4 separate regions of the Drosophila melanogaster genome follow, and regions 1, 3 and 4 are each linked to region 2. Evidence: chromatin contacts called from public Hi-C data. All regions are on one chromosome and are shown on one strand. Each heading gives the region's core, a stretch centred on a gene start, on an enhancer-like site or on the middle of the called end of the contact. The rest is flanking DNA. Distances are from core to core; before and after follow the strand shown. Region 1 holds the start of Rnf11 (Ring finger protein 11). Region 2 holds the start of myo (myoglianin). Region 3 holds the start of Abcd1 (ATP binding cassette subfamily D member 1). Region 4 holds the start of CaMKII (Calcium/calmodulin-dependent protein kinase II).

What was found. A called contact is a pair of places that touch in the nucleus more often than the background predicts.
Region 1: a contact with region 2 is called in a Hi-C map of the Kc167 cell line, with 2.8 times the contacts expected there. The contact joins the promoter of Rnf11 here to the promoter of myo in region 2. A contact is called at or near these places in 4 of 107 Hi-C or Micro-C datasets (the Clone 8 cell line, the Kc167 cell line, embryo and 1 more).
Region 3: a contact with region 2 is called in a Hi-C map of the Kc167 cell line, with 2.7 times the contacts expected there. The contact joins the promoter of Abcd1 here to the promoter of myo in region 2. A contact is called at or near these places in 10 of 107 Hi-C or Micro-C datasets (the Clone 8 cell line, the Kc167 cell line, the S2 cell line and 5 more) and 1 of 6 datasets of contacts at active chromatin or transcription factors (the Kc167 cell line).
Region 4: a Hi-C map of the Kc167 cell line shows a contact between it and region 2, with 2.3 times the contacts expected there. The contact joins the promoter of CaMKII here to the promoter of myo in region 2. A contact is called at or near these places in 19 of 107 Hi-C or Micro-C datasets (the Kc167 cell line, the ML-DmBG3-c2 cell line, the OSC cell line and 9 more).

What each region holds. Positions count from the first base shown.
Region 1 is chr4:312,906-316,206 of dm6, reverse strand. Rnf11 (Ring finger protein 11) reads right to left here and starts at 1,284. Exons shown (of 4, transcript NM_001272124.1): 1 at 1,250-1,284. Zip102B (Zinc/iron regulated transporter-related protein 102B) reads left to right here and starts at 2,120. Exons shown (of 3, transcript NM_001297784.1): 1 at 2,120-2,459; 2 at 2,565-2,850; 3 at 2,909-3,301. The coding sequence starts at 2,361.
Region 2 is chr4:693,826-697,416 of dm6, reverse strand. myo (myoglianin) reads left to right here and starts at 1,362. Exons shown (of 5, transcript NM_166788.2): 1 at 1,362-1,720; 2 at 2,080-2,203; 3 at 3,001-3,591. The coding sequence starts at 3,028.
Region 3 is chr4:191,883-195,279 of dm6, reverse strand. It overlaps Abcd1 (ATP binding cassette subfamily D member 1), which reads left to right and starts at 1,451. Exons shown (of 10, transcript NM_166736.4): 1 at 1,451-1,735. It overlaps lncRNA:CR44441 (long non-coding RNA:CR44441), which reads right to left and starts at 548. Exons shown (of 1, transcript NR_123744.2): 1 at 1-548.
Region 4 is chr4:1,051,725-1,055,415 of dm6, reverse strand. It overlaps CaMKII (Calcium/calmodulin-dependent protein kinase II), which reads left to right and starts at 1,713. Exons shown (of 15, transcript NM_166813.3): 1 at 1,713-1,918.

The DNA.
Region 1 (3,301 bases), core at 35-2,534, 380 kb after region 2:
TTTTTGTTTTAGCGAACGAGAAAAATCACGATTGCAAAAATTTCCGATTGGGAAACCAAAACCTCTATATGCAGCTCCCACATAGAGCTTAAATCTTGAAAGTTGTGCGGCCACAAGGATTAAGGAAATACCTGCCGCCAATAGACCTGGCCGAAACTAAAGAAGACATAAAAAGTGGAAACTGGTTGGGCCAAGGAGCAAAATTGGTCTCGAAGGTAAATAGTGTTTTTCTACCAAACTTGCATCGTAGTTTGATGGGTAACATATGTTTTTTGACTTCATATCACCCCACATCTGCAAAATCTCGATGTGTTGTTTATCGATAAAAGATTGCCAAGACATAAAAATATTCAAAAAAAAACGAGTACCGCGTATAATGATATAAAATCTAGGATCTGTTATAGTTAATATTTCTACACCTTTACTTAAAAAAATTTTTGTTTCTTAACGGAAAAAACTGAAGAAAACTTTCCATTCCTTAAAAACTGGAAATTGATATATGATATGATGATATTTTTTTCATATGGACGTCTAGATACTTTCAATCTGTTGAATATCCTTATCGTGTATGTTTTACACTACATTGACATTGGACTTTACTTTTAAGGATATTTATACACACGCTTGTTAAGGGGAAGTACCAATCGCTAAAAGATTTATTATACTATTTCATACGCGATTTGGCTTGGCTCGTTTTAAACTTTGCGATGAACACTTGTACATCACACAACGATTGTTTATTTATTGATGCATTACCTTTACTCCGCACTGAGCAAATTGTAGTAACTAATAAAAAAATAGTGTTACAAAACGAGATATTCATTAAATTATATGGATGTATTTGTTTGATTACGATTCGTCACTCAACGTTGGAAGAATCCTGTTTTTGCCAATTCTGAACGCCAGATGAAGGTGCAAATATTCGTGATCCATCTATTCTTAAAAACCTTGGACGACTTATTCTATTTTCATTTAATTTTATAAGTTTATCGGAAATTAGCAAAATAATGAAACGTTTAAAACTCACATATACAGTACCAATTAGTACCAATCCCCAAGAAATCTTAAATTAATAAGTACGCATGCATGTATATAAAATGCACATATGTATACACAACTTTCATAATAAACAGAAACAATTTAGTTAGTTGATTTAAAAAAAAAAAAACATTAAATGTGACTTTCTTTGAAATTAGACTAGATTCGATTTAATAAAGCCTGATTTATTCCATATGCTTAGACTTTTTACCTATTTGACAATAAATAAACCAAAATCAACAGTGCTGTTAATAGTATGACCTTAGGTTACCAAACTGTTTATGTAAATGGTGTAATACACGTTGTGCACTGAGATAAATTACATTCTCACGTTGCGCTATACAATCATAATACGGAATACAACCCTCCATGTAGTACGAGAGAGTGATGTATCCCTAAATAACTTATTAAATAAATAAATTATAAGGATCTAGAATTTTTTATGTTATGTGATTTCTGACGATATATAGATAAGCCAAATGAGCAATTATTGTAGGATAACACACGGTGACACCAGGAAAATACTATATACCGCACACTTTAATATATTTACAGAATTTATTTAAAATATTAAAATTAACTGGTGACCGATCATAACCAGTAAAAGGTAGAGCAACTACTATAGGTTTTGCGAACAAGTTAAATTTTCCGATAAACAATAGCTTAAAGAAAATTTGGTTCACTAGCTCCATTCGAACAATTATTCTTAAAACCATTAAAGGTTTTTTCTTTTTTTTAAATTTCACATGAGAGCAAATAAAAAATCGGTTAAAAGTCGGTTGAGAATGCTTGGTACTATTTCTAAATATATATTATATATAAATTATATATATTATATTATATTATATAATATTATATATATTATTATATATTATATTATATATATTATCTTATATTATATTATATATATTATATTATATTATATTATATATGTTTTATATATATTATATATAAATTAAAAATGGTATCATACATTTGTATCGGACCATCTAAAACCGTTTTCAATAAGTTTGTATAATAAGCCAGTGGGTAAGACATGAAATATAATAACTTAAAGGTATTGTTCACAGTCTGGGAAAATTTCGTACGTCTGTAGGATCGCGAGTTTTAACGGGATGAGAAGAAAACAAATTGTATAGTTCTGTTGTGGTATGAGATGTTAATTTGGTTGAAGTGTTATTGTAGAATATGGTATAAGTTCCACAGTTGGTTGCTGCTATATGCGTTGTTAAAATGTTAATAAGGCTCATCTCTAGCGATTGAGTTGGCAAAAACATGTAGCTTTGATGGTATTATGCTCATTAAAATTAAGTTGGGCAATCATGGCTGAGGAGACAATAATTCTCATTTTATTAGTGTTGGTTATGCTTGTGGGGTCTTATTTGGCAGGGAGCATACCGATGCTGATGAAATTAAGCGAGGTCGGTACTAAACAATGGCATTTTAAATACAAAAAAAATTTAATGTGAGGTATTTGGAGCACCACTAGTGCATTAATTTGTTCTACTTAATAAATGTCATTAAAGGAAAAGCTAAAATGTGTCACTGTGCTGGGAGCTGGATTGTTAGTGGGAACTGCTCTCGTTGTTATTATTCCGGAGGGCATTCGATCATTGTATGTGGGGAGTGGCCAATCCCAAAAACGGACATCAGTTCCGGAGCAACCAGATTACTCACAGACCATTGGACTTTCTCTTGTGCTTGGATTTGTCTTCATGATGTTGGTGGACATCTCTCAGCGGAAGAGTAATGTTGGAAGTAATAAAAAAAACAATGCCACACTAACTCTTGGATTGGTTGTGCATGCCGCAGGTAAAGAAGCTTATATTGGTGTACCCACCATATCTTAAAAATTGTTGTTCTTTTGCAGCTGATGGAGTTGCATTGGGAGCAGCTGCCACCACTAGCCATCAAGACGTTGAGATAATTGTATTTTTAGCTATAATGCTTCATAAGGCACCAGCAGCATTTGGATTAGTGACATTCTTACTGCACGAAAAAGTAGACAGACATCAAATTCGCAGACACCTAGTCTTATTTTCCCTGTCGGCTCCCCTTATGACTATTTTAACGTATTTTGGGATCGGACAGGAGCAGAAGGACACGTTAAATTCCGTGAATGCCACTGGTATAGCTATGCTATTCTCCGCTGGAACATTTTTGTACGTAGCAACTGTGCATGTTTTACCAGAGCTTACCCAAGGGGGATTTACGAAAAGCGATCAGCATGATTATTGTTTGCTAGAGGAATCTCGAGGTGTTG
Region 2 (3,591 bases), core at 113-2,612:
CAACTAAAGCGTTTCCTATTGTTAAACCATTGCAGAGCGTATAGTGATTTCTGTCAGAAAATTGCAACGTAGTGGAAATAATAGAAAAAAAATTATAAATTCTTGTTTTTGATCAGGAAGTATTTTAGTTCTGTATTTATCGGTTGAATGCGTGATCGCCATTTTCGTAATATTAGGTTTATCGCACGATTACCATCTATATGTGCGTAGATGAAGGAAAATTGACGCACTTGTTGAAATTATTTTATTTAAATCTTTATTATAACCAAAAAAAAATCGTAAATTGTTAACCACAATGGAAAAAATAAGTAGCTTACAATCCATCCAATAAATAATCTCTTATCAGTTACTTTGTTGATACATAAAAGAAGTCTTCTCCATTTGAATTGCTATTCTTAAGTAAAACAACAGAATTGCTGATACAAAGCAATAAAAATAAGTTAGTACAGTGTGAACACCTATCGTTTTCTTCCATATCGATAGGAAACTCATAAATGTATGTGTGGAAAGGCTTAAACATCTGTACGGGCGTCGATATATCGACAGCTAATCTGGAAAACACTAGACATCGCGGTAATTGTCCCTACCCTTTTTATGGAGTTCCCAGATTGCCTTCTTACACAACCATATTAATGGGCAATAATTATATAAGAAGACTGCGGAACAAAGGGGACCCGCACGAATATGTACTTGATTTAATATAAGTTTCTTTTATACACATAAAATTATTTTTGCATACTTATGTAAGTGCGTTGGGTACTTTTTATTAATTCCAGAGTAACGACATTTTTGCCGTTAATTTAAAACACGAAATGTTAGGACAAGAATGCGGAACTTCGGTTAAATTTTAAAAATTCCTTTGTATCAATATAGTCATTCCAGTAGTACAAATTAATACGCATGTAATTTTTGTTGTATAATAGCACTCAATTTTGTGTAATAAAAAAAAACAACTAGGGAACCAAAATTATAGAGACAAATCAAATCCTGCTAATAAAAATATATCTTATATAGTTTCTTCGGGTCTATTTGAAATCTTTGAAATGTAAAAATGTCTACACTCATAACTTATAAGAGTTAAAACGGCTTAAGGATTAAATTGATTTACAATAGAAAGTGATTATTAGCGACAGTGGAAATATAAATAAAATGTTTTCTAGAATTGTAAAAAAAAAAGTAGGAGTATATTCAATAAATATTTCATTTTAATATAATGCTATTTTGCTCGATAAAAATGTTAATATGAATTAAAGTTTACTCTTGCAATGCGTTTCAGCAGATACATTTTTAAAAGCGGCCTGTTATGCCAACTAAAACGAAATTGCCGGTGAGCCGTATGTATCCGATCGCATCTGATCAGCTGCTTTCAGTTCTACTTCGTCGCTCAATCGCACAGCAGTACAGAATCTCTGCGGGTTTTCAAATATTGGTTCTCTATGAGAAATAAATTATTATTATTTAGTGCGCAATTGAATACACAATTTTTTCAAACTATGTGTTTTTGGACAATGAATAATAAATTTAACAAAAGCGGATTGCAAAAGAATAATGTTCGAAACCGTAGGCCCACTGTTACTTCAATATAAAACATTTAATAATATATACTATACATATATTAAAACACACAATTGCCTAGTTTCAAAATAGATTTTGGTTGTACAAGTGTATAAAAATAAAATAAATACCGATAGATAAGTATATATCTACTTATGTACAATTGGTAGGTGTTTAAAAAGTTTGTTATCGCTAAATGTACATAACTTTGTACATACACAGCTTTAAAAATGTACATATGTGCTTATATGCATGCTATTTATTCTGTATGTATGTATAATTTACGTATGTACATACATATGATATATCTCATTTACGTTGTTCTGCTTGTAAAAGGGGAATAATGCACTTTCAGCGATGAACTGAAGTTCAAGAGCACAATAATTTATTATGTTTATAAATGGTTTTAATTGAATACAATAGTGGTCATAAAGAGGACTCATGTGAAACGTTTATGAACGGGCTTTGCATATGTGCATGTACATATGTAGCTTGAACTAACTTTTACGACTGTGTGCACATTAGGGTGGTCATTTTCTGCTGGCGCATCGCGCTTCCAAGGCGGATCAAACAATGCAGATATGATTTTTAATTTTTAAAAATCATTATATCCGGTGCTGCAGGATTTTATACTTCTACTATATTCAAAGTAAGTTTTTTCGTAGCCTGAAACAAGTTTTTGAAGGTTATTATTCCGTTATTCCGAGTTTTAGAATATTCACGAGCACACAAATCAAGTGACGATCGCAGCCTCACCGTGCCGATTTGTGACGAAAAATGGTTTTACAATTGTCAGTGTTTTTTCCTAAGCTTTATAGCCATAGAGCCATTTTTCCCTATGGCAGGTATATAAGTGTATGGTCGTCTGATTTTGATCGATTAAAAACCTAAATTATATATTTTCAAAAAAATGTGCATACTGAAGAAGAACTCTTTTTATTTGAAAACAACGAGTCTATAATTTTTTTCAACAGTTAGCTATATGATATGATCGTCAAAAGTCTATCAATTTAAAACCGAAATATTATATTGTCCAAATTTTGCCAATAATTTTAATATTTTTGAAGTTAGAGATCGTCAGTGGCGTAAGCTATTCAATTTTTTTTTTTTTTTTTTTTTGTATTGACTCGCGAAGGGGAATCATTGACTTCCGTGCTAATGCTTTAATAGGGTTTAAAGGGGTGCGCTCTTCTTTTTTCTCTGCACAGCTGTTTAAGGTATTACCTTGGGAATCCGACTTAATCGAATACAGCAGGGGATTATCTAACAGCTTGTATTTCGCGATTTGATTTTTAAAAAAATTGTAAAATAAGGCCAACAAGAGCCAAGTTGATTGGATGACAAGATCACCAGCCGCTGTCTCCAAAAATAAATAATAATTATTATTTTTATTTTTTCTTATTTTAAAATATATCAAGTATATTTATAAATACAAGTCCTTTTCAGCATTCATCAACGGTTTGATCAAAAATCATGCTGGCCAACTCATGCTGCGGTTGGAGAAAATATAAAACCCATGATCAGCATCATAGAACCCTAAAGAAAAAAACTCGACAGAACACATCAGATACAACAGTTCACATAGAAGTGAACTCCAACGAAATCCAGTTTCCAGGTTCTTACAGATTTAATCTTGACTCAAAAAAAATAAATATCGGGCGAATGAATATTCTTGGACATAAGAGAGGTAATTTCCGTGTAACTCGATATGTCACGGTCACCGTACTCTTAATTTTATCGACTGCAGTCAATGCTTATGCTCAGCCAGAAAATAAAAGCTTCAGTAATTCTTCCAACAACGATAGTCCGGAAATGGTTATGTTGAGTAACGAAACAAACAATAGTGCAAAAGTACTATCAGAAAAAAATGGTTCTTCTTCAATATCGGCGGATGATAAAATAAATGAAAATATGGGAATATTCCAAATGAAAGTACAAAGTAAACCGGGGAAAAAAAGTACCCCTTTAGCAAAGGTATCAGAGCATGGAGATTTATCAAGAGTTCAAAGTGTATCTTTGTATCGCAATACCTTAATA
Region 3 (3,397 bases), core at 202-2,701, 500 kb after region 2:
CTTTTATTTTTGTTGGTTTTTAGGGCCTATAAGGGCTAGAAGCTCTGCTGCGAAGACCGTTCGTTTGCTTTTCTGTAAAAAGTCTCCTGAAAAGTTGTGGGGTCGTGTTGCTTTCGTTGAACTTATTGAGTGTTGTGTCAATTTTGGAGAGATTGGTGTTCCAGGGAGGTAAGGACTGCGCGGGTATTTTTTGTTGTTTAAATGGTAGTTAATGGGCTTTGCTTTTTCTATTATTCGGTCTATTGCTGATTTGTATGGGGGACGTTTTGATGAGCGGTATGATTTTAATATTTTTTATGATTGGGGAGTTGTTAGCGTTGAATAAGGTTTTTGTGAGCTTTGTTATTATTAGGAAGTCCTGTCTATCTTCCAAAGCGCCAAGAGTGATAGATAGTCGAATGATTTATGTATAATATTGGCACTTATCCTAAAATGTTCACAAACTTTTGTTCAACCACTTTTTAAAGTCTTGGAAAAAACATTTTATCTTTGTGTGTTCGTATTAATATATATAGATATTACACGTTTTTTTTCATAAAATATCGATCATTGTCATAGCCCAGTTCCATTATCAAATGGTTTTTTAGCAGATGTGATAGTGAAAGTTCGTAATCGTTTGTACATTTGAGACACAGTTATATGCAACGTGCTGCCACAACTACTATGTATTATGTATAATACTATTTTTTACCTTTTATTTGTCTAAAATCTTCTTTTGTTCCTTACAGCACTTATTGTTTTAAATTATTTTCTATTTTGCGGAAACGAAAAATTATATTGTTTATGTATATACAAATTTTTGTTGTTAGTATTGCCAATATCAAAACTAACTTATTTAATATTATTAATAAATTTCATAGAATGCAAATATGAGTATATATTGCTGTTTTGCAATGAAAATTGCATTAAAATTGCGAGTGCGAGGCAGATATGCCAAACCAAAAAAGTAGCTGTTTAGGTTATTTAGGCGTTACTGTTATCGACATGTTAACTTCCAAATGAATAATTTAAACTTTTCCGGGGATCGATTTTGGTTCTGATGCTGAATGGAATATAGTAACTAGAAAAACTGAATCCTGGAATAAACGATATCTTTCCTTCTCATTATTCTCAAAGTTCTCGGTTGCTTTATTGACATTGGAGACAAAATCAACGGAAGTATTTTAGGATATGTAAATGTTAACTTTATATATTTTCAGTCATTTTTTTTGCTGTTCCAAATTGGTACAACAATACAAGAATGAAGGAAGCCATCCCTAAAAGTGTACTCACACTACAATTTGCAGGATACTTTTAAAAGGAACTTTTGTCCAATCTTTTTTAATTAAAAACAATTTTAAAGGGCCCACGTATTTTATTTCCACCGTTCCATAATTGTTACTAAGCATGTGACGCTATCTTTACGCACATAGCCACACATAAAATTTTGATTGGAAAAGTTTGAGACATTACTAAGTAAGTTACTTTTCTATTTGAAAATTAATCCAAACCTACGAAACCTGCCTTTTACAACTAATAACTCTATATATATATATATCTATTATTTTTGAAACCATCGAAAGCCATCGTAAAATGTTATTGATTATATGGACGATTAATGCCAAAATGTACGTGTTTGTATATGCGTATAAAAAAGTATGGTTATTTTTTTCAGTTTATTGACGTTTAATGTAACTGAAATGGCAAAGAACGCTTACAGCAATCCATACCTCACACATACTAACTGTGCACCTAGGTATGGCTATGTACATACTTTTACTGAAAACAACAAGCTTTAAGCTCTTGTGCAGTTCGGTCATAGCCTTAGATTCTTTCACTTGCCTGGCAGTATCCTTCGGGGACTGTCTATTCTAACAGTACAAATCGTTTATAAACATTGCCGTCAAGTAGTCATTCATAGTTTATTTTCCTGACGTATAAAATTTTCTAACAAAAAGTTGTGCAAGTAGTAGTAGCTATAAGTGTTTTTTTTTTTATTAATCTTTAGGAAAACTATAATGATTCACGAAATCAAACTGTGTATCGTACTTCAGTAAAAATCCAAACCTAGCAATCTAATATACATACATGCATATACATATTTATGTATATATAAAAATAATGTATGCTTATACATTCAACGAATATGTTTTCTAAAATTTAATTATCGCTGGAGTATTATTCACAGTAAACATTGAAATGTGAACAAAGGGTTTGAAATGTTATGTATAAATTAAAACCTACCTACGCTCGTAAGTTTTACTGCCAGTAAAACATCCGTTTATTAATAGCCGAGTCAATTTGCCCATGTCCGTCTGAAAGTATGAACGTCGAGATCTCAGGAAATATAAAAGCTAAAGGGTTCAGCATATAGATTCTAGAGACGCATGTTGCCACGCCCTAAAAACGCTCAAAGGACCAACATTTTTGAAAAATTTTTGTAAATTTTGTCATTAATTTATTATTCTTGTCAAATAACTTTTAACCTCTAACGCCCTAAGGCTGCCAAACCGGTCACGACCACACTTTTTAACATTTTTAATTGTTTTCTCATTTTATTCCACAATATCTCCAGAAAATTGATTAATTTTCCGTCCGCATGTACACTAGCTGAGAAACGGGTATCTGATATTCGGGGAAGTCGACTATAGCATTCTCTTTAGTTAAATTGTTACATTTGGGTAATACAATTTAGATTGAGATTTGTCCCGTGGTTTTCGTATTGCAAACATAAAGCATAAGACAAATCACATATGTATGTATGTACGTACATATTTATAGGTACAGGTTGTAGGTACAATTTGCCTGTATAAAAAGATTCGATGAATTTAATAAAAAGCCGATCTGTCCCCGGAGTTCTTTAATATCTGACAAACATTTCTGCGATATGTTATTCAATACTTACAAGTTTGCTATTAAACAGTTTATCTCTGAAAGACATAGAGCTGTTTGCCGTCAGCTGCTACAGTTGTCGAGTATCAATTATTTCTTAGTGCCCGACATTTTTAATGTTTTATTCATGTACATTGAAACATTTGTAATGTTTCATTTATGTACCTTTAGGTTATCAACTACCAAATTAGTTGTAAATCAAAAAAACTTAAAATAATAACAAGAAAAGCTTTAAAATTTTAAACTAAGCCCACTCTGTTCTCGACAGCTAAAAACATTTAGGGAAGAAGATAAATAAAAAAACAACTAACTCACTACCCATTACTATCTACATTCATACATCTATATAGCTTAAAGTGCAAAGTCTGTTAAATGCGTCTATCATATCAGGTCATCGGTCAGTAACAATAATTGGATCATCCATTAGCAATTCCCTTCTGAATTGCCGTAAGACTCGATCAATTTCGAATTAAATTATATACAAAATATTTAATATGGATTTCCAAGTGACTTTAAATCTTACATT
Region 4 (3,691 bases), core at 464-2,963, 360 kb before region 2:
GAAGCGCAATTAAACACCTGAAATGTTTTGCCGTTTCTTGAAATTCTGTTTGCTCTTCTTACTATGGCGATCAAAAATAAAGCTCCAGGCAATGTAAGGAAAGGACACATATGGTTTTGATTTTGTTTCATTTAATAAGTGTTCTAATAGAACAATGTATGTCCGTACATATGTAGGTATGTTAAAAAAGAGGAATGCATGCAAAATATATGCAAAATATATTCCCAATATAAAAAAAAGAACATTGTAAAATTAATATATACCTGAAAAATATTCTGGCAATTCTGCGGAGACTGTGTAGACAATACAGGGTTCGGGCTTGCACCCGAAAAATATAAAAATATAAAATAAAAATATGAGCAATCGGCAAACTTAAGGTTTTTATTTTCCTTAGCATATCTAAAATAGAGTTATTCTAAATGCATTATAATAGAGCACTCTAGAAAGCCTTCCATTGAATACTTTTACAAAGCGGCTATATTATGGAAAAAAATTACACGTTCAGAAGTTCCGACTGGATAGACTACAAAAACAATAAATCAAATTCGACTAAATAAAATAGATAGATGCTGTATCTCTTGCCGTTATTGTATAATAGAAAAAAACGAACATACAACAAAACATACAAAACAAAGTAGGACAACAAAATGTGTAAAGAAATTGTTGTTTATTTTCTTGTATATTTTATATTTTTAATTTTTTTATTTATAGTTAAAATAAATATTGTTGAATTATATTTCATAAAAAAATTCCGTTTAATTAAGCAAATAATTCTTAATTTTTACCTTTAAAGTCAAAAATTTAACTTTTTTCACAGTGTCTAAACACTTTTTTGACAAACTGTATGTGTACTGCAACTATTTATGAATAATAACAATGAAAATATGGTTTATTTTAAATATTTTACGATATTTGATTATAGTGTTTTAGATTGCATTGGGAAATTAGGGTCTGTGAAAATCAAGAGGTCATAATGGAAGATATCGCCCTGTAATAGTTTAAATACATCTGTCATCTCTTTTATTGCGGCTTTACTATTTTTGTTGTTACGAAAAACTCAAATTTTTTTAAACAGTTTACTCGTCAATTTTCCTTTGTCAGAGTAAGAGTCTATGTCTCTAAAATGTACTTGCTTAGTTTCAACTTCCTAGCATTTATAGTTCTTGAGATCGAGGCGGTTTACACAGATTGACGAATGGGGTAAAACGGCTAATGTAATCATACCTTGTGCGTTTCAGATATCAGTTTTAAATTCTAATTCATTTGTAAATTGAAGAGCTCCAACAGACTGAAATGAAATGATTACAAATTAAGGATTTCATTTATTTTACTTTAAATAAAATTAAATTTAAATTTAAATATTTATTTTTCTTTTTGTAACATTTTAGGTCACGGTGCGCATGACAAAGTGTTGTGAAACGTTGGTTTGAGTACTTATTAGTCTAACTATGGAGCATTTATGTGGGCAGTTTTATGGAATCACGGCCTAAAATAAAAAGATAATATGAAATATATTACTTTAGAGTTCCAATCAACCCAATAATGTTTAATGCGGAGGTAGTTCAGTATAGTGATATGTGCACAAATTAATGCGCAGACGCTCCTGAAACGAACCGTCGTTGGCAAAAGTTTTCGATTTAACGACATTATGAGACGAAAAAGCTTTTCTCTCTAGCAGTTCATCGAATCAAACGCGGCCGCAAAATCTTGTTAGTCAGTATTGAATTCGATTTTCAAGAAAACAGACGTTCTAAAAATTTCGGTATCTAGCTGTGTGTTTCGTGTTCTCCCAGCTCGTTAAAAACATATACATATAGCTTTTTAAATACTCTTATAAGCATTTTGAACAAACATTTATCAGATCTCCTGAAGTTTAAAATATTGTTATTCGCAATTGAAAAGAACACATCAAGTATAGGTATCAAATTGGATTTAATATACATACATATGTACTCACTTATGTATTTTTATATATATGTATATTTATATAAGTTTACGTATCTATAATACCTGATACAATTCTGGGTCAACACAGATTCTAATATATACATGAGTATACACATATACATATATTTGATATATGTATGGTCTCTTACTGTGTATATGCCAACTAATATTAAATACTTTTTTCGCGCGTATAACGATTGCATATTGTAAAGTTAATATATATATTCACACGCTTCACTTATATCTTAAAAGGACATTTATACAACATCAGTATGTACCCCATTTTGTGCCTTTGTTCAGTTACGCAGTAAATATAAATATATGACACTTAAAAATTTTGTAATTGTTATTGCACAATATACATACATCTTACAAATTACTCTTGATATCTACAAGAAAGTTTAAAACATACCTAAATACTTACGAGTTATGATAAATGCTTTTTTTTTAATTTTAAAAAAGTGTTTCACATTCTATATATCGTCCCTCCTAGTCCGAAAAATGGGTTTAGTAAAACATTTCTGAAGGTCTCATCCAAATAGTATATTTAATTCGCGTACATAGCGCGTGTTTATATGATTTAATGAAAAAGTATAATTTGCAACAAGTAATTTCCAAGACCCTGAAATATCCTTGCTAAAAGGGGTGGGGCGTTTTACCATTAAGCTCATCAAAAAAAGCTTCAACGCATGTAACCTGCAAAGGATACATACCTACATATATATGTACGTATATATATAACTGCTTCCCAGATACATTCTCATAATCAGGATTTTCTTTTTTAAGAAATTAACCAAAAACACCTGTCGCTTTTTTTAATTGATTGAAATATGTCAATGAGAGTTAAATATATCTGGTTTAAAACAAAGATAATAAAGTTTTGATCACAAATTTTAAACTTTTCGTAACATTTGACTTGACAATATTATATTATAAGTATGTTATTTCAAAATTGCGAGGGTGCAATTAAGGGTCTACATATACCTTTTCCAGGGAAACACTTCTTTTTCATGGTGATTGGGTCTAGTTTTAAAAAAACACGTACAACAAACTAAAAACTAACAGTACCGCTGTTACCGGATATGGCAAAAAACAAACCTCACGGAGAGGTATAAAACAAGAGAGAACGTGACAGTAGTTCATCGACTATTTAACAACCCGACAGAAATGTGCAAAATAAAAGAATAAATAAAAATAATGAAACAAAAAAACAAAACACTTTGTAAATGTGTGGGCAAAATCGAAATAAAAGATTTCAAGACTGAAAGAAGCAAATTATTTTTCAAAAAAATTGGAGTTACAGTTTTAGGCGGATTAAATGTCTGGTTCTCAAGAAAACAAATTTGCATGCTTTATCCCATGCCTGTCGTCCGTATCAACGCTGTTACCGCTGAAACTATAATAACTGGAAAGTAAAACGAAAAAATAATTTCCATTTTTTATTCCTTTACTCAATACGTAATATAGGTTAATAGTAATGATTGTTGCTGCTCTTGATCAGCTGGCTATCACACTAGCTTCGTTGAAAAGTATGTAACTTGCAGAACGACGCGTTTCCGAGCGTTTAAACTATATATAGTCTTCACCAGGATCAATAGCCGAGTCGAATTTTCATGTCCGTCTATCTGTATGAACTCCACGATCTCAGGAACTATAAAAGCTAGAAAGTTAAGATTGTGCCATGCCCTTTTTAAGTTTTCGTTTATTTTTTTTCAAAAAATTGTTGAAATTGTTTTGCCAATTT